Regions from separate parts of the Mus musculus genome. Here regions 2, 3, 4, 5, 6 and 7 are each linked to region 1. A link is a contact called in public Hi-C and promoter capture Hi-C data. All regions are on one chromosome and are shown on one strand. The core of a region is the stretch at or near the end of the contact, and the rest is flanking DNA. Distances in the headings are between cores, read along the strand shown.

Region 1 (2,943 bases), core at 167-2,666:
TAAAAAAGACAAGAAGAGACGGTGAACTGATAGCCGTAAGCTTTCATCAAACATTCACCCATGCAGCGGTAAGGGAGTGTGGGACAAAAGACTAAACCCAAAGAACACAGCTCTTCCTTTGCCTCCCAACCCCCAAAAGCCTCATCGAACACTCGTGGTGATTAAATGCTTTTCTTTGTTTTACTGCACTAGAACACTAATGCAATAAAAGGCAGTGAAAAAAACAAAAACAAAAACAACAACAACAAAAAAAAACATGTCACAGTTGTAAACAGGGCCGTAAAATCCTAAGCTTCTAGAGTTGACCCCTCAAACTTTTAAGCTCCAACAGGCATCTTTACCTGAAGGTGCTTAAACAAATAGACTAAGAAAAGCCTCCTTGAAACAGGATAAGAACACGATACGAGTTGTTCCCATTGCTCTCTGATCACTGAACCCTGTAAGCAGAGATGGTGAGGTTCCAAGCTCCAGGCAAGTGCAAGGGGGCGGGAACGCCCCGACCCGCTGTGTCAAAGGTTCCATCACTCTCCGGAGGAGGACACACCCCTTGCCTGCCCGCTGCTTGCTTGGCAGCGGCGGAGGGCGACAGTCCTAGCCAGTCCCCGGCCACCGCTGCCTTGCACTCCCAGCTTGCACTCCCGCGAGTTCCCACGGCACCGGCCATGACTACATATACCGCGGACGCTGCCTCTGCCTAGACACCCTCCTCCGCCCCGAATCGCGCTCGATCTCCGAGGCGCCGGACCACATAAGACCCCGGGATCCCAGAACGCAGGGACGACAGGCCAGACAGAGGGCGGCACTCACCCGTAGCCGCCCAAGGGAAACAGTTTCTTCACTCTCTCACCGCCATCTTGGGAGGACGTCACTGCGACGCTCCGCCTCTCCCTTCCTCCTCTGCGATAGCGTCACGTCCGGGTGTGTGGTCCATTGGGGACACCGGAGATAGGACGCTAAAAGTCTACTAGGGCCGGCGAGCTGGGTCTCAGAGCCCTGACTTCCCGGCATGCCCAGGTCTCCGGATCACACCTCCTTGCTCACTCGCATCCGGTGCGAGCTGCTCACCTTGTCAGCCCGCAGCTGTCGGCCCAGATTCTGGATGGAGACCGGGCTTGAGTGCAGAGCCGGCCTCTCCGGGAACCGCGCTGCGCGCTGCATGCTGGGAGTTGTAGTTCTTTTCCTCGCCTGTCATCCTGTCTTCATTAGCGCCCCTCCAGTGGAGATGACTGTGTTGTGCACCCTGGTTCTTGACCGGGGCGAGTGGGAGGGATATGCTTAAGTCGAGACCAATCACTCCTTCCTCTTTTGCATATCCGAAAGCTCTTGGGACCCCCAGAATTCTGTTTGAACCGGCTCACCAAAGCTCATCTACCAGAATGCCCTTACCTGGCAACAGAGATGAGATGTTCGAAAGCAAAGCAAAGCAGCAGGGCACACTGGGCATGCGCAACGTGGGAGGAAGGTGGGCTTTCTACCGGAAAAGGTTTTCCTACGTCTGAACCAGAATAATTTTAGCACAGTTATTTACCTCGAAATCAGAGTTAGTGCAGTAAAGGGAGAAGAGCAAAGTTAAGTTTTGATGTGTTCTTCCCTAGAACCTGCGGACGTCATAAATCTTAAAAAGCACAACTGAAACGTTTGTTGGTATAAGTTACGTTTATGCTTTTTAAGGAATTTACCTGTGACTTTATTTAAAAGACAGTCTCAAAAACTCTGAGAGTTTTTTCCATACCGGAATCTTTTTGCTTATATCTCTGTGAAGAATTTGTGAATAAAACCACGAGTCGTTTTTATAAGAAAAATGTTGAGGCTACTTTTTTATATGTCTGAGTATAAATTTCTTTTTAATTTCATCTTTTTGTCAAACCCTTTCGATAATGTGTTAATTCTGAAATATTTAGTGAAGTTGACATATAAATTAAGAACAAAATTTAGCCTGACAGGAGGGGGGGGAAATGGAATCTCGAGGGGAGAAAACTGAATACAGACATGCTTCAGAGGCTAGAGATTGGGAGAATGCCTTCTAGAATCAGTAGCTACCTACTTCATCAGCCCTTTTTGTTGCTGCTCTCGTCTGTGTGTTGGGGCGTTTGTTATCAACATTAAAACAGCTGATTCAAGGTCGTTTCTTTAATGGGCGGGTTACCGTTTTAAAAGATATGTTTCCGCCCGGTTTCGAACCGGGGACCTTTCGCGTGTTAGGCGAACGTGATAACCACTACACTACGGAAACTTGGTTGCACTGGTGTGTTGAAATGTTCTTCTTATGTGATGTCGTCATATACGTTTCACACCTGTTTAAGGTTTATGCATTTTTCAATGAGGAGAGAGAAAAAATATTAACAAAGCACAGTTAACTTAACAGGCTGAGACTATTTAAAAGTTTGAACTTGTTTGCAATTTCTTTTTCTCCCTTCCTTCCTTTCATTCATTCTGTCTTTTTCTTGTTTTGCTAAGCCCGGCGGGTACACCACTAGAGACCAGCAGGCACACTTAGTTCCTGGCCGAATTTCATTTTTTTTCTCATTTTAGACAGGTTATGCTTTCCTCCAGCTGGGAAGCAGCGGCGCGCTGTAGCCAGGGCCTGTGATTTGGCGCAGTACAGTGCTTTGGCGGGTTTTGGTGGAAGCACGTGTAAATTACCCTTTTCCCCATCCTGCTTCGAAACCAAAGCTTCTATTTGTGTGCTGTTTTAAAGCCCCTAAAGGATGCGCGAAACCAGACACCAAGACGTTCATTTTTTGCTGCGCAGTGTACTTTCTTTTTCTGAACTGAACTTCATAATGATCTAAGGCATTTATATTCTTACCAAATGGCAGACATGTTCTTATTCCTAAAACATCAACCTCAGGAAATGAAAATTAGCTTCGGAGGACCTAGAGATATAATCCAGAAGATGAAGAAAAGGATGAAATAAGGGGGGAAGGAGGGGGGGGAAGAGGG
Region 2 (2,943 bases), core at 134-2,633, 6.8 Mb before region 1:
AACAAGCTGTATCCTGATTGCTAAGGCAGATTAAACACTGTGCTAATGCTAAGACAGTCTTGACAATCTTTCTGGACACACAAAAAAAACTATGTCCCTCGTCAGTCTGCTCCACTTTTCAGAACCACTACACATCATACAAGCTAAAAGGTTTACCAAGTAGCTCATTTTTCAGACGTGAAGTCTGTCCATTCACCAAGCCAACAAAACTCATCTCAGACAAACAGCTCCGGAATCAAAGAGACCTGTACTCCAACACGGACTCTGCCAGCCACTGGTGCCTGGGTACCTGATATGCGACTCCGTTAGCCTTTTCTGATCTGTGAGATGGGGACCTGACCTTTCCGTACTCATTTTGACCACAGTTTCTGTGAAAAACCAGAGGAGCGGCACACGTGACGGGATAACTTAGGACTAACACCAGGGTGCGACTAGTCAACAGCAGTAACTAAACGCTGCCGTTGTCCCTACAGCCAGAGCGCTGTTAGGCAGTACGCGTTCATCGTCACAAGTTAGCGTTTGAGCGCAGGCTAGGCTCACTAGGTAAGAACCGTTTTTGCCGGGCTGACTGGACAGTGAGTCTCCAAGGAGCCAAGGCCACCTCGAGGGTTGCTAGTCAAGGTCCCGTGGCGTACGCCATCGCCAGTGCTCCCGAAGTACGTATGAAAGAGGAAAAAGTAAAAAGGCAATCCTCAACTTTTTGCAAAGAGGGCCGGGCGGGCGCCTCGGGCCGGGCCGCCTGGCGGTCCGCGGGCTCCCGCGTCACGCCCACCTCCACACGCCGCGCTCCCCTCAGGCGCCTCAGCCCCGCGGCTGCCCGCGCTTTCCTCACCTTTCTCAAGGAAGTTGGTCACCACCAGCATCCCCGGCGCCGCCGGGCTCGGCTGGGCGAAAGGAGTCGAGGTCCCTGAGCGGGACGGAGCCGCAGAGAGCGAGGGCGAGGCGCCCTCCGCGCCCTCCTTCTGCCGCTTTCGGTTCTTCTTGGAAGACATGACCGCAGGCTGTCGGAGAAAAGCAGCCCCGAGCCGGCTCAACGTGCGCGGCACGGGGATCAAACTTCCGGGTCAGAGGTCAGCGGCGCGGCGCGCACGCCGTAATGCTCCGCGTAGAAGCGCCACCCACGAGGCGGAGGCGGAGAGCGAGGGTCTCGCAAGACACCGTTTCGGAAAGAAAGAAGGGCTAGGCGTAGGCACCGCCGTTGACGTTATGAACCCTTGAAAAGTGGACTTCGGCTGTTCCGCTGCTTTGCCTAGTCCCGAAGCGAATGTGGTTGGGCTTAAAGTAACAACAACAAAATCCGAAAGTTTCTCCTCTCTGTTCCAGACCCGTCGAGGACAGTCAGCTCCACTAAGCTCTACCAAATGGCAAGTCCAGCTCAAGCTTAGCGGGTGGAGACACGTTTCGAGAGTTTACGGTCGGCCCTCCTCCCAGCGAAAAGGGGCGGAGCGAGCTCCGGAAGAGGCCTGAGAGTGTTCGCCGCGAGATGGGGCGGGGCGATCGCCGGAAAGAGGTGAGGTTGCACGGGGTCACGAGAGTGGGGCGGGAAGGGGCGGGGCGTGCTCCCTGGAGGAGACAAGGCTACGTCAGGCGATGTGGGCGGGGCGGGAAGGGGCGGGGCGTGCGCCCAGGATGAGACCAGGCTACGTCTGGCGTGGTAGACCGGGCAGGGCTGGAAGGGGCGGGGCGTGCGACAGGGAAGAGATGCTACGTCAGGCGATGTGGGCGGGGCGGGAAGGGGAGAACGGAAAGGCTAGGTGCAGCCATGTGGTGGGTGAGGAGGACCCGCTACTGGTTCTCCACATTGCTTTACGCGGGCGGAGCCAGGCTCCGGCCGGGGCGGCGCACAGCCTCGGGCGGCCTGGAGACCCCGGGCTCCTGCGGGGCCGAGCTACAAGGCGAGCTGGACAGATTTGGGGGCGTCTCGGTGCACTTGTCGCGGCACCATACGTTGCACGGGCTGGATGCCGCCGCCTTCCGGAGGCTCTTGCAGGGCAAGTGCGGGTCTCGGGCCCCGGAAACCAGGGCGGAGCGTGTGGGCTCTGAGGTGAAAGCTGAAAGGACACCCAGCGGTCCTCTCGCTGTGACCTGGAAGTGCCCTCAGCCACGTCCCGGCCCGAACCCTGAATGCTTGCCCCTGAGACTGACACGGGATTCGCAGCGCCTAGCACGGTGTCGGCCACGCCTTTAACTCTTAGTAAACACTGACAGCCTCACTGTGTGCTACCTTGCAACCTTAGTTTTGCTGCTACTTGGATTCTGCCACATGCTTTGCCAAGCAAAACGGTTTCCTAACCGGGATGGGTGCCAGTGCTTGCATCTACCCACAGAGCTTTGCAGTTTTCAGTAGGAACACATCACTGGTACATCACTGGCTTTGAACGGTGAACCCAGTTATCTGAAAGGATGCTTGTGTGAAGGAGTCCCCCTCACTTTGGGATAAGTGTCTGATTTGTTAGAACAGCCTGTTTTTCAAACTGAAGGCATAGCATGGAAATTTAGCATGGAATGGAAAAGATCCTTTCACATAACCAGGAAACCACAAATGATCTTTATTCTGTGAGCAACAAACACGGCAAGTTAGCGACTCTAATGCTGTTTAATCTTCAAACAAGGCTATTTAACATCATCTCTCCTGCTTATAAGTGCTTAGACTTCAACACTTTCACCAGTAGGAGAATCGAATCAGTTCATCCTCTGATATGTGCACGTATATGGATGGGCACAGGCATTTGCCATACTTAGATAGTTTTTCCCAGTGGGAGATGATAATCTAAGCACCACTCCAGAAGTGTATTGGATCTTGAAACAAGTCCAAGGTTCGAGTTCAAGATTGTGTTACGAACTTTTCCAGGTATTCATTAATCAAATGACCACTAAAAAGACTTCTAATGCTAGCCAGCTCTGAATACTGGATAAGTGTGATCAAAGACACGCTGAATGAGA
Region 3 (2,943 bases), core at 240-2,739, 6.0 Mb before region 1:
ATGCAGGCCTGGGGCCATCATGACTGGTGTCCTCAGCCCACACTGATCCACTAACCTGCCTACAGAATTTATTATGCACCCAAGACTTTCTCACAGATGAACAGTACTGATATCTGAGTGTTCACTATTCGGCAAGCACAGGGTCTCTTAAAATATCCTTACATGATGGTGTTGCAGATCTACCGTCTCTCATCTGTGATTCCAAAATCTAGGAAGCAGCTTTGAAAACCAAAGTTTACCTTTGTAAATCATTTACCAGCAAATTGTCTTAATCTGATTGACTTCATGATAAAACCTGATTTAAACTGACACGAAGCTTTTTCTATTTTTTTTTTAAATCCCACTGAGTGCAAGTATTCACCTGTTTATTGTAAAAGCATTGCCATTTTGTTAGCAGATATCAGCACTCAGTCTCATTGGACCAATATAAAAAGTATCAATGGTATATTCTTTTTCTCTTCCTAAAATATACTTTTTTTCAAGGGTCTTGTATAAATAATAGACAACTTGAGTTGTCTCTGTGTTACATCTTGAAAACTCAAAGGTGCAGTAATTTCCCAGACCTCTGCACCCAGTAAGCCCATGGGTGAAGTGCTTCAGTTCAGACGTTCTTCCTGATGCAGCAGCAGTCAGTCGCTGGGATGCAGGGTGCACCGACACAGATTCAGAATCGCGACCAGTGGCTTGTCTAGGTCAGCAGTTGCAACCCATTGTTAGAAGGTTATCAAATATTTATGTCTTGAAAGTTGCTTCAAACCTTCTCCACATACACATCTGTTTTTAAAAACACCAACCTCTTCCAGGCTTGTATGTGTTGAATAATGGAGTCTCAGGTGGTGAGAGAATGCCACATGCATTGTTAAAAGAACTAATCAATAACAAGAAATAATATTTTTCTTCGTAGGTATGATTACTGATCTTTTTATAGATAAATTTAAGTTCAAAGGCACTAATGTAAAAACCAAAGTACCCATGCTCCTGGAGATTCTCGACAGCTACGACCAGAACACACTGATTTCTTTCTTCGATGCAGCATGAAAGATAAACAAGGTAGGCCAACAGGACAGCCGAAGAAGCAAGCAGAGCCTGATCAGACCCGAGGCACCTCAGATGGACGTCCCACATGTAATCAGAAGAGTGACGGCCTCTAAGCATCCCCCTACGAGTACCCATGAAAGTCCTTTTTATTGTGTACTTGAGGGGAAAAGAAGATCTTTTAGTCATTCATTTCAGGGGAATATTGCATTGAAAGTTTTAGAATACTATTAAATAAGAGCAAATAAGCTGTCTTTTGTTTTCAAAGGGTAGTTATGAAAACAATGATTACATTTTATTATATTTTATGTATGATTCTTAACTATTAAATGTGAACATTTAAGGTAATATACTTGTGTCTTTATATATTTATTTAGGTTTTGTATATATTTCTCTGTGTGTGTGTGTTTGGGTTGGTTTTTTTTTTTTTTTTTGTGGTTTTTGTTTTGTTTTGTTTTTCGAGACAGGGTTTCTCAAGACAGGATTTCTTTGTGTAGCTGACCTGGAACTAACTCTGCAGTCCAGGCTGGCCTTGCACTCAAGAGATCCACCTGCCTCTGCCTCCTGAGATGCCCGGAAAAGGCTTGGCCATCGCCTCCTGGCTGCCCGGTTTTCTTATGAACACTTTTTTTCTACTTTTGAGACATCATCTCACTACATAGCTGACTTGGACTAACTTGAATTCAGAGATCTGAAACTCTGGGATTAAAGGTATGTACCACAATGCACTTCATTTCTAAATGTAATATCTATTTGGGTCAGTGGAACTTCATGGTCTGATGTCACAACCAAGGATTAGCAAAATTAATGGACAGCTGAATTTCTTGTAGTACACCACTTGTTATCAACAATAGCTCATGTTGGCATTTTAAATTAACCCATCTTTAATTGGGGGTGGGGGTGGGGTAGTTTACTGGAATGCGGGGCATAGAGACACGCCTTTAATCCCAGATCAGTGAGCTCTGATAACGGATATCAGTGAGTCACAGGACAATTGGGACAGCATTATGAGACCCTGCCTCAAAATCAAACAACAAACAAATGATATACAGGAGAGGTGAAACAATAGTAAACAGTAAAAGTTCCAGCGTTTCCCTATGTTGTATGGCAGCATCACAGAGAAAGAGAAAGGAGTAGTGTACCCAGGACGGGGCAGTTTGTCATTCAGATCCATACGCTCCTGCCTAGGCGCCACCCAGCGACCAGGAGAAGGCGCTTCACCCCTTAGCTGAGGCGAAGGCCGACACCTCGAGGCCCCGAGGGCTTGTCTGGACCGCCCAGCGGCTCCGGCAGGATCCTATGAGGCTACAGATCCACTGAGCAGCAGAGATCGGCCGAAAGCGGCCGCCCGCCCCGCCCTCCTCTGCGCAGGCGCGTCCTCAGGCTCCCGCCCTGTAAGATTCCCGTCGGGCCTTCGCTCGCGGCGACCGGCGCTTCTGGTGACGTCACGGACTCCGGACGCCCTCATTGGTTTATTTCAATAGTCGCGGGCTACTTGAACTACAAGACCAGCAGCCGGCGGGCGGCGCGCAGCTCGCGGCTCCTGGGCTCTACGCTCCTCCCGCCTGCAGCCTCTGCTCCGCGGGTCGGCCGCCAGGGTCCCGCGCTGCTCCGGAGCGGCGGGCGCTGTGCACGCTCTGCCGCCGACAGAACCGGACCGGAGCCGCGATGCCGGGCACCTCGAGGCATTCGGGTCGCGATGCGGGCTCAGCCCTGCTCTCGCTGCATCAGGAAGACCAAGAGAATGTCAACCCCGAAAAACTGGCGCCAGCCCAGCAGCCGCGGGCGCAGGCGGTGCTGAAGGCCGGGAACGTGCGTGGACCCGCGCCGCAGCAGAAGCTCAAGACTCGACGGGTAATAGGGCGCGGGGGTCTGGAGGAGGGCCGGGCGGGAGCGGTCCTGGGTTTA
Region 4 (2,943 bases), core at 202-2,701, 5.9 Mb before region 1:
GTTCTCTGAGGAAGCCGACCCTCACCAGACCCTGAATGTGCAGAGCCTTGATCTTGAATTTTCCAGCTTCCAAACAGCTGAGAAATAAAATTCTATTGCTTGTAAGAAACCAAGTTACAGCATCTCGTGCTTTCTTTCACAGTGTGCCCTCTCCTCAGTGCTACGCTATATTTAGAATATTAAGGTAGGCCATTTTATGAATGTCTCCTAGGTGCTCAGAACACTCAATAGCATTCAGTCAGGCTTCCTTCCCTCTAGTAGGAAAGGCTTCTGAAAAGCCTTCTTGGGAAATAGTGTTCCTCTGCCCTCTCATGCATGAGCTCTGCCTTTCAACACGGAAAGTCAGCTTGCTCCTCCAGACTGGGGTCCAGGTGAATAAGCTAATTGTAATAGGATGTAAAGGCAACATTTGCTGGGGAAGATCAAAGGTCTGGGTCTAATAATTTATGTTACTCCTTGGCTGCAGGGCGGATCACTAGTCACTGCCAGCCGTAAGGCAGTTTTCCACAGCACTGTTAAACAGGCTTCTGCGGTCTTAACTCCAGAGAAGGAGGACACGGAGTTGAGTAGATGTAAGAAAAAAAAATACTTAGGTCAAAGACTGAAGGAGATGCTAGTAGAAAGAAAGTAGATAAGTGTGAGCGACTGAGAGATAGGTGGGCCTTAAAGGAATGCGGGGGCGAGGAGGCAGGGAAATGGTTGCATCGAAGTCATAACCGTACTTGAAGGGTCAAGTGAGAGGATCCCTTAGTGTAGGCAAACAAAACAAAACAAAACAAAAACCAAAGTAGTCTAGAAATTACAATTCCCTGGGAGAGGTGCTGGAATGTCTAAGGCTGTGGGAGCGGCTAGGTCCCCAGAGAAGGGGGCGCATGAACAGGAAAAGCAATAGGACAAGGGTACACAAGGGAAAATGGCAGGCTTCCCCTCCTCAGCGGCAGTTTTGTCTGCTTTTCCAGAAAACCATCAGTCTACCTATCAGGGCCAGACTCAGCATGTGGCAAGGCTCCCCCAACCCCCACCCTCGGTTAGCTTCTTCTTGCTCAAAAACCTGATTTTGATCCTTCTAGAACATCCGCGATCCTTTTGCAGCGTCTTTAGGCCTGGGGGCGGGCGGGGGGGGGGCGGGGAAGCTCCATCTTAGTCACCTTGCACCTGGGGTCTTTGAAGTTACAGGCTGAGTTTGGAAGTGAAACCATTTCCGCTCTGAGGCTTTGACACTGCCAGGTACAGCTCTTAAAAGAGCTGCCCATCAGCTACACGGACATCCAGAGGCAAACACTAGCACGAAACACTTGGAAAGCAGTCTGGAAAAGGTCCTCACTGTCCCATGCTTAGAGTGCGGTGCAAGACGCTGTGAGGTGCCGCTGTGACAGTCCCTAACTCTCTAGACACACCCAGACCCCTGGGCCTGCAGCGCCTCCAGCGTAGCGAAGAGTGAGCGAAAAGCCCCACGCAGGCGCAGGAGCATAGAGGCTAGGACGTGGCAGGGCGTGTCCTGATGGGGGCGCGGCCCGGGCTGGGACCTAATTAGGGAGGTGGCCATGGTAGGGGGGTGGCCTTGTCTGAGGAAAGTACCGTATCCAGGGATGTGGCAGCTGCCTGGGACAAGGCGGGGCTTATAGTGCAGCGTCTCTGGGGGCGGGACCCTGGTGGGTGTGTGATCTTGGCAGGGGCGTGGCGTGGCGGGGCCAGGTCGGGCTAGGCTGGGCTGCCCAGGGCGTTTCCGTTGCACGGAGTTGTGAAGAGTACTGCCTTGTCCTTTGGCGTGTGCATCGGTCCTGCTCTCACCCGCAGCCTGCGCTCTACTGCCTGGTAAGTGGCCGTAGTCCCGGGAGCGACTCCTCCACCAAGGGCTCAGGGCCCTTTTGGGGTCAGGGGACCAGAGCTCCAGTGACCCTGTCTCTCTTTTCCCCTCTCCCTGCAGCTCCAGTCCACTCCTGACCGACAGCATCATGGTAAGCCGTGTGACCGCGACCAGGGCGATCGGGACCCTCTCTGAAGGCAGCTGCCTTCGCAGTCTCTTGGTTTTCGCCTTTCCCATCTGTGTCCCGCTCTGTGTCCTCTCTGTGACCTCTTGGGTGTCCCCCTCCGTGTGCGCTCTCCTGTTTTCTCCCTCGCCCCGGAGTGTCCGGAACCAGCCGGTGTTTCTCCCCGGTGCATGTGAATCAGGCCGCCCCAAATCCAGAGTTGCCAAAATTAGATCCGGAGCAGGAACAGTTCTCTTGGTCATGTGAGGAGAACGCCCTTTGGCTTCCCCTATTTTTTTATTTTTCCCGCAGTTTCCTGTGTTTGAATACTGGGTGTGCGTGGGCAATCTCCATGGTGCTTCAGGGGAGCTTTTTCCAGCGCAAGGCGCAACTTATTTAACAGGAACCGACTGTGCCTTTTCTTTCTCTTTTTCTGCTAAAGGCAGTGAACCAAAAAGCTGGGTTTCCAAAGTAATGAACTGGCAAAACGAGTTCTGAATTGAATTTGCCTTGGGATTCTTTCAGAAGTTGACTTCCGAATAGGTTTTTGTTGTTGTCATTGTTTTAGGAGATCTCTTAGTATTTTTCAAGACTGTAGCAAAGAAAAGTTGATTTTTGTTTTGTTTTGTTTTGTTTTCCAAGCTAGGGTTCCTCTGTGTTGCCTTGGCTGGCCTCGAACTCACAGACTGCCTCTGCTGAGGGCTAGAACTAAAAGCCTTCACCACCACCGCCCAGCGTATGTAGTAATTTTTCAAAGCTGGTCATGTGAAGAAGTTATCATACCTAAAATATTCCGCCCTGAGGCAAAGTGGTTATACCTGGAATCCCACATCTTGGGAGGTAGAGGCAGGAGGATCAGGAGTGAAAGATCATCTTTGGTCATCAAGGGCCTTGGCTTTAACAGGCGGCCTCAACAAACAAAACAACAAAGCTTTCATCCTGAATGAAACTAATTTAATCTTGCCAATGTGAC
Region 5 (2,943 bases), core at 288-2,787, 5.4 Mb before region 1:
ATATATACACACACACACATATATACACACACACACACACACACACACACACACACACACACATATATATATATAATCAAGACCAGTGTGGTGGTGCACACATTCAGTCCTAGCCCTTGGGAGGCAGAGGCAGGCTCTCAAACTCTGTGAGTTAGAAGTCAGCCTGGTCTACATAGTGAGTTCCAGGACAGTCAGGGCTACATAGAGAGACCGTGTCTCAAAAAGAAAAAAAAAAAAAGTCATGTGAGATTTTTTTCCTCTTTATTTCTTGCTTATTTGGAGGCCATGTTCACTTTTTTGCTGTTTTAAATATATATCTTACATTCATTTTAAGTACAAGATGAAAACAATTTCTCCCCACGCCCAGAAAACAGTGTGTGGTTTTTTTTTTTTTTTTTTTTTTTTAATATGGAACTCTTCACACCTGAAACAGCGTAAAAGTAAACAACTAAATGAAAACCTGAGGAAATATTAACCTCTATAACTAGAGTTCTTATAACTCTGTAGGAAAAAAAGATATCCAGCCACACAAACAAAGCCAGTGGCAAGTACTCCCAGGGACGTTTTGAAACTATGTGATGACTCTACCGATAAAAGTCTAAACTTACTCAATATAAGATATCCTTCCTGAAGGAAGGAATTCATTTCTGGTGAACTCCAGAGGGATGGGTTCTCTTTTGCTGGCCAATGGGCCAGATAAGTAGGAACCTTCTCGAAAATACACAAGCAAGCCAATTTGTATCCAGACTTTCTAAAAGTTCGAATCTTTCAAGAAAACATCTTAGATTTTAAAGACAGGTGCAGGACTACTAGCCCAGACTGGTCTCGAACTTGGTCTGCAGGTTAGGATGGGCTTGAACTCCTGATGTTCCTGCTTCCACTTGTGTCCCCTTATTTCTAATTATTTTCTTAGTTCCTGGATTTATTTGTCCTTTGGTGTTAGTTTTCTGATTTCACTAATTTATTCCTCTTTACATTTGTTTTCCTTCTGCATTTATGTTTGTTTTTCATATCTTATTTATTTTGGTTTTTGAGGGACAGCCTCAACGTATTGCTCAGGCTGGCCTGGGACTCACTGTCTAGTCAATCCTGTCACTTACTACAATCCTTCTGCTTCAGCTTCTGGGATTGCAAATATGCGCCACTACGTCCCATTTAGTTTTTGCACTTATAACCCTTCGATTGGCTGTTTCACTTACTGTGTTTTTCTCCCCCATATGAGCTCTGCCTCAGCTGTATCAAATACCTACACATAGCTTTTACTGTGTCTTTGTTTCCTGCCACGCAGTTTCCACTGCCCCTTTTTCCTGATGTTTAGTGAGAAAGCTTGCATTTTGCTTGAGTGGTGGTTTGAGGGGCTGTGCATTTTCCTCTCATGCTCTGTGCTAAAAAAAAAAAAAAAGAAAAAAAAAAAAACCTGGCCCCGCCCCTCCAGATGGAGCCCAGCCCCTCACAGTTCACTCCCCACCCCCCAGGCACATGGTCCAATCAGCCAATCGGTACCTTGAAACACCCAGTTTTGTGATTGGCTCTTGCGGAGACGCCTACTTGCTCTTCGGAGCTACGGTGGCGGATCGGGGACAAGAAGCTTGCGCAGGGAGGGACGCTTTCAAGAATAAGCCAAGCAGCTTTTGGAATCCAGCAGAACAGCGCGGAGATGGCGGCGGCGGCGTTGTTGGCTGCGGTGGACAGGAACCAGTTGCGACGGGTCCCGATCCTGCTGCTGCAGCCGAGGTGACTCAGGGGTACTGCCGGTCCGTGCGCGGCCCGGATGCGAGGCGCTGGGTCACGTGAGAGCAGCCCTTTAAGTGCCTGTGTGTAGTTTTGGTAGGCGCTGTCCCACTTCAGTCTTTGGCTCTTCCTACAGACTCTGCCACCTTGGCTGGTTTCTGATCTGGGCACCCCGCACGGTGCTGCAACCGAAGATGGCATACGTAGCTAGAGGCTTGCACCAGGACCCCTTTCCCAAAGTCGCTTTCAGCTTAGCTCCCTCATTTTGAGTGCAGTTCAGAGAAGGATTTCTAGAGACCTTTCCCATTGCTGGGAAGAGTCAAATTAATGAGGGGTGAGTTTTGTCGAACGCTCTTGTTCACAAGTTTGAACAAAGCTGGCAGATGACTACCCCGGATCCTTTTGGAAACGAAGCTCCACGCTTTGACAACAGTGAAAACCCCAAGTCATGTAGATAGATTACTTCACCATAATCATCACCTCCTCGCATTCTGAAAAACGTACTGGCCCAAGGGCAAGAACTGCCTGCAGAAGGTTGGGTTCCCAGCTTACCTGTGACCTTGGTCGAGTTACCTAATATCCGTGCTTCAGTTTCTTCTGCTTGGAGGTGATGATACTTGTATCTAGCAGAGGTAATATAAAGACGATACTAACCCCCTCGTATGTCCAAATCAACACGTGGATAAAAATTTAAACACATCATGGTCCATTCAACAAACAGTGGTCGATGCCCTGGATTTTCGGTGAATACTAAAATGTAGGTCTTCACCCTATATTTTAAATAAGAAAGATGGTGAAAGTTGTATTAGTGCTGTTTTTCTTCCTGTGAATTTCCTTAGGTTCCCAAGAATACCACAGAGTCATTCTCCTCTCAAGGCTTAGTTATAGCTGTCATCCTGCTAATAGTTTTTAAAATTAAAACTCTTACCAGCATGAGAATTTTACCTTTTCTTTTTTCTTTCTTTTTACCAGCCATGATTCCTCTAATACCTCAGAGAAAAGAATTTGATTAGTCAGACTCTACCCATGAGAATAGCGGCTGTCTTAATTGGTGAATTATCTCCTGGCAGGCAATTTACTCGTCATGTTTAAATGTTTTGAGATGTAGCAAAAAGAGCTTTGAAAAATGGGATAGAGAAATCAGAACATTGTCAAGATAAAGGATTGCACTTAAGGAGTGTGTCTGACTGCCTGACTCAGTCTTCACTAGCT
Region 6 (2,943 bases), core at 327-2,826, 5.3 Mb before region 1:
AGGAAAGTTCTCGGAGACTTTGAGGAAGAGCCTCCAGTCTGCATTGCAGACAGACACCTCTGGTGTAGAAGGAAAAGTACAGAGAAGATGGGGTGGGAGACATACTTGCCTGCAATCCCAGGCCGCACTGTTGGCTGTTAGCCTGGGCAACATAAAGAAACTCCATCTCAAAAGGGGATGGAGAAAGGAGGGTCCCAATGAGAGATGAACCCTATTAAAGGGCAGGGGAAGAATTCGGGTTTACTCAGATGATGAACTCGGCGAGCTTAGACTAAGGGAGATGGGCAGTTCTGATATTTAGCTTATGTGATGAAAAAGCAGGGGAATGCAGGTTTAGGGATAAGATTTTGGCTTTGTAGAGCTTTGGGGGGGTCTGTGGGATGAGCAGAATTTGTGCTTAGGGCATGCCGCTGCCGAGCTTTAGATAAGATTTTGGACTCACTGGGATATGGGCAGGGTCTAGGAAAAAGGAATATATGAAGAGATTCAGGGATGGTTCTGGAAAGCCCACCACTGAAAAGCCAGAGTTAGCTAGCAAAGAAGAATGGTAAGTGAAGGGGAGACTATAAATAAATCAAGTCATGAAAAATTATGGGAATTCTAGGAGGACGTGTTCAAATTCAGGAGAGAAAGAGGTCAAGTGGAACTAAGAATCACCCCTTGGAGTTGGCACTTAGGAAAAAAAGAGCTTTAAGAAAACCTACAAGCTATTGTTGCAATAGTCTAATGAAGTGTAGCAAGAGACTGAGTCCTCTTCGTTAATATTTTAAGTTGCTAGGCTGAGTTCCTAGAGAATAACCACAAGTGTGATCTAGTTTCACCCTTGCTACTTGGTATTTTCTTAGGGCCTGGCGAGAAGATGCCACATCAGCGCACACACACGCACACGCGCGCGCGCGTACACACACACACTCGCATTGATGGTGTAAAGAATGAATGGGTGACAACAGGTCTGCAGTGCCAAAGATCTGCCTCTGCAGGGCTCTGGGAGCCCCCACCACGTGGCTAGTTCTAAGCAGTAGCAGGAAGCTCCGAGGAGGAGTGACAACAGTTGTTTTAACAGAAACTTTAAGATTGTTAGCTTCTAGGGGTGATCTGGTGGTATTTGCCGGTGGTAAAGGGAGACCCACGTTTGGTGATGAAGATGCGGATGACATATATAAACCTGGGCAATCTTGGACAGCTTTTTCTATGTGCCGTACCTTTGTTTTATTTCCTCTCTCTGCAGGGAGTACTGTATTTCCTTCTCCTTGCAGCACACACTTGTCTTCTGGCCCACAGCTCAGCAGGCAGGCTAGGTCAAGCTTGGCCCGTCCACCAGGCATGACAGTGGCTCTAGGCGCAATAGTCTCCCGGATTCTTCCAAAAACTTACCTGGGAACTCTGACGTGGAGCTATTAGGAGCGCACGGAGGACAGGACGCGGCCGTGACGAGGGCGCCCTGAGTGGGGGCGCAGGCAGGGCCCCGGCGCTTCGTCCTCACTGTGCCCGCGGCCGCCCGCCGCGCGGGTCTCAGCGTGTGTCCGCAGCCCGGGCTGCCGGGTCGCCCGGCCGCTCGTGCCACGGATGCCGGCAGGCCAGGCCGCCCACCCCGGGGCCCGCGCCCTCCGCCTCCCGCGGCCCGGCCGCTCCGCGGGCCGCCGCACTGCGCATGAGCGGGAGCCCGGCGAGCCCGTGAGAGGCGCCGCCGCCGCCGCCGCCGTCCATTCGCTGCGGAGCCGGAGGAGGAGGGGAGAGGTCCGGAGGACACCAACATGGTGAGGAACCGCGGCGCCGTGCCGCCCGGCCCGGGCCCCCGGCCCCGCCGCGCTCCGCTACCGCTGCTCAGCCGGCGCCCAGCTCGGCCCGTCCCTCCCCGGCGCCGCCGCTACGCGAGGGCCCGGCAGCGGAGCGCGGCGGGGCCTAGTCGCCGGAGCGGGGCCGGGCGCGGAGGCGTTGGGGGACGGCCCGCGCCCCATTGTGCGGCCAGGCGGCGCCTGGGCAGCGGGCCTGGCGCTGCCTGGTCCCGGCCGGGCCCCTCGGTGCTGGCGGCCCTGGCGAGCCGGCGTCGGCCTTGCTGGTCCGCGCTGGCGCCAGGCGCCAGGCGCCCGGGAGTTGGGGCGGCTCGGCTGAGGCTCGGTCCCTGCGAGGGGACTGGGAGGCTCCGGGCTGCGGACGGAAGTGCAGCCGGGGGACCCGAGACCTGCTGCCTTCCGAGCGCCTGCTCTATGTGCTTGGGGTGGGAGGAGTAATTGCTTTATTATAGCAGTTAGGGACCATTTGTGATTCTTAAGAAACAGTTTGTCAAGTTGCTCCTCTCCTGGTTTTTGTTTGGGTGAGAAAAAGTCACGGAAGCTGGAAGACGCTGTGGTGAGCTGAGTCCTTTGTCATTAAGTACCTGGCGCTGCTGGTCACTGCTTTTCAGTTTGGAAGTATACAGTCACACCTTGTTGAAGTTCCCGGCTGGCTGCTGGGAGAAGAGTAAAAGTGATGAGGTCCTTCGCTCCGGAGAGCTGAAAGGCTTCTTTGGGGAGGGTGTATGCCCAGTCTTGAGTCGTGGGGGGTTGATTTTCGCTCAGTGACACTTATATGGCCCCAGCCTTGGTGTCATGTGTTGATTATGTGTTTAGGTCCCAACAGAGTCAAGATTTCTCTTCTGTGCTTACGTTCGTAAAACTTTATATTTGTAAGGAAGTTCCGGTTAGTGTTTGGATTGAGAGTACAGTAAAAGTTCAGAGACCCAAGAGAGAGTTTGCAGGTTCTCCTTTAATTATTTGAACAGGCCTTGGATATTACTCCTGAACCCCCAAGAGTTTCCACTCTCTTACTGGGGTGCTTTCAGCAGGCTAAAATAATAGAGTGCGCGTCTCTGATGGACATTCATCACGAGTATGTATGCAGTTTCCCACAGTCCACATCAGACACCTGCCCTCGAACCCAGTGCCTGCCAGTGCTCATTAGGAA
Region 7 (2,943 bases), core at 256-2,755, 5.2 Mb before region 1:
CAAAAAAGTACCTCACACTGAGAGACTGTCTTAACATACTGGGAAAGGCTTGAAAAAACAGCCTTAAAAACTATTTTCTCACCCAAAACATCAGATAAAAAGGTGTTAAATCTTTTGTTTACTTGACGCCTGAGAAGTCAAAAGCAGATCAGATTTGTAATAATTAACTTCCTTACTGTACTGGCTTGCCACAAGAAAGCAAGTGTGGATTAAATGACATCATTAGCTTGGATTCCCAATAAAGCTGGAATACTTCAATTTGCAACAGTTAGCTAAAAATAAAGACCTACCATTTGTATGAGGGAGTGGCAGGCGGTTCTAGTTTTATTTATAAGATTTCTTTATTTAAGAATGATGCTTACTGTAAAATAAACAGGAGACTGACTGAAATACATACTTTTTAGTTTTCACCTGAAAAACTGTTCTACCACAAGAAAAAAGAATGAAGATTTTGGTCTCAAAACAGGACATTTCTGTTTCTCTAAGATTTATCACTGCCTTGAAACCTCGTAGAAAAAAAATACTGCAATTGGTACAATTTCAAAATTAAACAGCATATAGATTAGCATTCCTAGAACTGAAGTGATGTCTGCCTTAACTGTCATTGTCGCCTTGGCGTTGTTATTTTCTGGGCTGCAAGTGCCAAGGGACATGAGAGATTTTCGTCTGTGAATGATTTCTGAGAAAGGTGACGCTTTTTAGACACTTAAGTCACTCTAGGGTTTTCTTTTTCTTTTTCCAGGTAATACAGTAATGTTCAAAAGTTAAACCACTGGCTCCTAACCCGTGCGTTCTAACCGCCTTGAGGGGTGGGTGACACACAAGAGATGCACAGAGAAGTTGCACCGGTCTGCGGTGAAGACCTTTCCGGCGCGCCTTCCTCCTAGGCCCAGGGCGAGCTTCCGCCGGGAGGCCGAGGAGGACCCAGACCTCCTCCGGAGCCCGCACGAGCCTAGTTCGGAGTCCGGGGGAGCCGCCTGACCCGCGCCCCGCGCCGCTACCTCCGCCACCTCGGGGCCCGCGCGGCTCGCGACCCTCAGCGGCCGCAAGCTGCAGTGCATCCCCGCGCTGTGCGGAGCCCGGGCCGAGAGAGAGCCGCGCGCCCCCGCCGCGGCCTAGCCCTCGCCGCCCCGCCGCGCCACCCAGCCCTCACTTACCAGCTGCTGCCGGACCCAGCGCCACATGCCCCCGCCGTCGCCGACGCCGTCGTGGCCCGCCGGACGCGGGACCGAGCGGCAGCAGGTGGAAGAGGACTCCGAGTGTGACCGGAGCAGGCGAGCCCCTCGGGCTTAAGTTCTGCTCTCTGCTGTCCCCGCTTTTCTACCCGAGTCGGGTCCCCATCCCGCCACCCCGGCCCGGAGGTCCTACAGGCGCGGCCTGGCTGCCAACCGCGCCCGGCGCAGCACTACTCCCCGCTGAGCCGCCGCCACCTTCATCTCTGACCGTTGTCACCCGAAGCACCGCCGCCCCCACGGCGCCGCCCCGCCCTCGCCCGCCATGGGCCCGCCCCCACGGCGCCGCCCCGCCCTCGCCCTCCATGGTCCCGCCCCCAAGCCCTGTGCCCCTCCCTCACCTGCTCTGGACCCGCCCGCTTCTTTACCTCTCGGAGGCCCACCCTTCCGTGTTTCCGCGCGGGTTTGCCCGCCCCTTTCCGGGGCGGTTTGTCGCGAAAACGTGAGCGCTGTCAGGCTCGCCGGCTCTGTGGGCCTTTTTCGAGTTTTTGTATCTTGGCCGGCTAGGCTGTAGCAACTCCTCGAAGAGGAGTTGGCTCTGCCCTGTCACAGATCTTCCCCCTCCCCCACCAACCCCCCCCCCCATCCACCCCAACATTCGGATCCACACCAGCAAATGTATGTGACCAAAAGGTCTGTGCCCAGACCATTAAATTATCAAAGACTTACATTTGGAGAGGGAGATGATTATGATCAAACTAAATTGTACAAAATTCTTATAGACTTGGTAAAAAAAATTTTTTTAATTGTCAAAGGCATTTAATTGCTTCACACATAACTCAGCGAGTAACCAAAGTGGACTAATATTGGGGAAAGTTTGAGATTTCTCTGTGAGAGTCCAGCCTGCACCTCAATTTCTGGAGCTATTGCTGAGTTCCTATCCTGATGAATTAAGCTGGAAAGGCTAAGGGGAGAGACTTTCCTCGGAAAGCTAATTGCTAAGCATGCAATGAAAACTACCTCCAAAGTAGCGTGACCTCTCTAACAAGGGTGTGGATAACTTTTAAGAAGGCCCATACAAGCAACTGGAACAAGTTTATACTGTCTAAAAGCAGCCACCTGTTCGTCTTCGTCGTACTCTCTTTTTCCTGAATTAAAACACGTCACCATCAGACATTTGTAATTTGAAAAGTAACATTCTGCAAAAACCTAAATCTAAGCTACGGTGATTAGACAAATCTGTCTTTTGGTTTCAGTAGTCATGTCTTAGTTAATCCAGCATTGCAATTAGAGTCTTTCAGTTATCTATGGCCTATAAAATCTGCAATGGAGCCCTTTAATCCCTTTTTAATCCCTGCACTCGGGAGACACAGGCAGGCAGATTTCTGAGTTCGAGACCGGCCTGGTCTACAAAGTGAGTTCCAGGACAGCCAGGGCTATACAGTGAAACCCTGTCTCGGGGGGGGGGGGGGGGGACCTGCAATAATTTTTTTTTAATATTATAAATTACCCAAATTTAGGACAGATATTTAAAAAGAAAAAGGAACCTTCGTTTTGCTCTTATGCCCGACCCTTACTCTGTGACACCAGCATAAAGTTACTGGAATGCTTTTAGAGAAAACAAAATGTTACTTCCGTTCTAAGGCAGTGTCCCAGAACCCACTGCGTCAAGCTCTACCCGATACTCTAATTGGGTCTCTGAAGTACGTATTATCCCGATTGTGCAGATGGAGAAGCTCAAGTTAAATAATTCGGCAAAACTGTGATTTGG

The links. Promoter capture Hi-C pulls out the DNA fragments that hold promoters and counts their contacts. Hi-C and Micro-C count contacts between places; a contact is called where the count stands out from the background.
Region 2: a contact with region 1 is called in a promoter capture Hi-C map of pre-B cells. The contact joins the promoter of Spata5 here to the promoter of Mynn in region 1. A contact is called at or near these places in 1 of 39 promoter capture datasets (pre-B cells) and 1 of 484 Hi-C or Micro-C datasets (CD4 T cells).
Region 3: a Hi-C map of CD8 T cells shows a contact between it and region 1, with 9 times the contacts expected there. The contact joins the promoter of Ccna2 here to the promoter of Mynn in region 1. A contact is called at or near these places in 1 of 39 promoter capture datasets (pre-B cells) and 2 of 484 Hi-C or Micro-C datasets (CD4 T cells and CD8 T cells).
Region 4: a Hi-C map of CD8 T cells shows a contact between it and region 1, with 5 times the contacts expected there. The contact joins the promoter of 1810062G17Rik here to the promoter of Mynn in region 1. A contact is called at or near these places in 1 of 484 Hi-C or Micro-C datasets (CD8 T cells) and 1 of 9 other capture datasets (adipose tissue).
Region 5: a contact with region 1 is called in a promoter capture Hi-C map of pre-B cells, with 5 times the contacts expected there. The contact joins the promoter of Mccc1 here to the promoter of Mynn in region 1. A contact is called at or near these places in 1 of 39 promoter capture datasets (pre-B cells) and 3 of 484 Hi-C or Micro-C datasets (CD4 T cells, CD8 T cells and pre-B cells).
Region 6: a promoter capture Hi-C map of pre-B cells shows a contact between it and region 1. The contact joins the promoter of Dcun1d1 here to the promoter of Mynn in region 1. A contact is called at or near these places in 1 of 39 promoter capture datasets (pre-B cells), 1 of 484 Hi-C or Micro-C datasets (CD4 T cells) and 1 of 9 other capture datasets (pancreatic islet).
Region 7: a contact with region 1 is called in a Hi-C map of muscle stem cells, with 9 times the contacts expected there. The contact joins the promoter of Atp11b here to the promoter of Mynn in region 1. A contact is called at or near these places in 1 of 39 promoter capture datasets (pre-B cells) and 3 of 484 Hi-C or Micro-C datasets (B cells, CD4 T cells and muscle stem cells).

What each region holds. Positions count from the first base shown.
Region 1 is chr3:30,600,560-30,603,502 of GRCm38.p6, reverse strand. It overlaps Mynn (myoneurin), which reads right to left and starts at 1,416. Exons shown (of 8, transcript NM_030557.3): 1 at 808-1,416. n-TVaac8 (a tRNA gene) reads right to left here and starts at 2,233; the gene lies at 2,161-2,233.
Region 2 is chr3:37,418,390-37,421,332 of GRCm38.p6, reverse strand. Spata5 (spermatogenesis associated 5) reads right to left here and starts at 1,383. Exons shown (of 16, transcript NM_001163511.2): 1 at 833-1,383. The coding sequence starts at 992. Nudt6 (nudix (nucleoside diphosphate linked moiety X)-type motif 6) reads left to right here and starts at 1,737. Exons shown (of 5, transcript NM_001291044.1): 1 at 1,737-1,991. The coding sequence starts at 1,763.
Region 3 is chr3:36,571,584-36,574,526 of GRCm38.p6, reverse strand. It overlaps Ccna2 (cyclin A2), which reads left to right and starts at 1,489. Exons shown (of 9, transcript NM_009828.3): 1 at 1,489-1,746; 2 at 2,224-2,889. The coding sequence starts at 2,704. Bbs7 (Bardet-Biedl syndrome 7 (human)) reads left to right here. Exons shown (of 19, transcript NM_027810.3): 19 at 905-1,384. The coding sequence ends at 1,038.
Region 4 is chr3:36,474,445-36,477,387 of GRCm38.p6, reverse strand. It overlaps 1810062G17Rik (RIKEN cDNA 1810062G17 gene), which reads right to left and starts at 1,451. Exons shown (of 3, transcript NM_028183.1): 1 at 1,149-1,451. The coding sequence starts at 1,253. Anxa5 (annexin A5) reads left to right here and starts at 1,501. Exons shown (of 13, transcript NM_009673.2): 1 at 1,501-1,815; 2 at 1,928-1,958. The coding sequence starts at 1,956. It overlaps Mir7009 (microRNA 7009), which reads left to right and starts at 1,864; the gene lies at 1,864-1,927.
Region 5 is chr3:35,999,272-36,002,214 of GRCm38.p6, reverse strand. It overlaps Mccc1 (methylcrotonoyl-Coenzyme A carboxylase 1 (alpha)), which reads left to right and starts at 1,537. Exons shown (of 19, transcript NM_023644.4): 1 at 1,537-1,734. The coding sequence starts at 1,658. Mccc1os (methylcrotonoyl-Coenzyme A carboxylase 1 (alpha), opposite strand) reads right to left here and starts at 2,302. Exons shown (of 3, transcript NR_029456.1): 1 at 1,504-2,302.
Region 6 is chr3:35,931,599-35,934,541 of GRCm38.p6, reverse strand. It overlaps Dcun1d1 (DCN1, defective in cullin neddylation 1, domain containing 1 (S. cerevisiae)), which reads left to right and starts at 1,576. Exons shown (of 7, transcript NM_001205361.1): 1 at 1,576-1,757. The coding sequence starts at 1,755. Gm15952 (a long non-coding RNA gene) reads right to left here and starts at 1,464. Exons shown (of 4, transcript XR_880768.3): 1 at 1,375-1,464.
Region 7 is chr3:35,752,625-35,755,567 of GRCm38.p6, reverse strand. Atp11b (ATPase, class VI, type 11B) reads right to left here and starts at 1,505. Exons shown (of 30, transcript NM_029570.4): 1 at 1,158-1,505. The coding sequence starts at 1,184.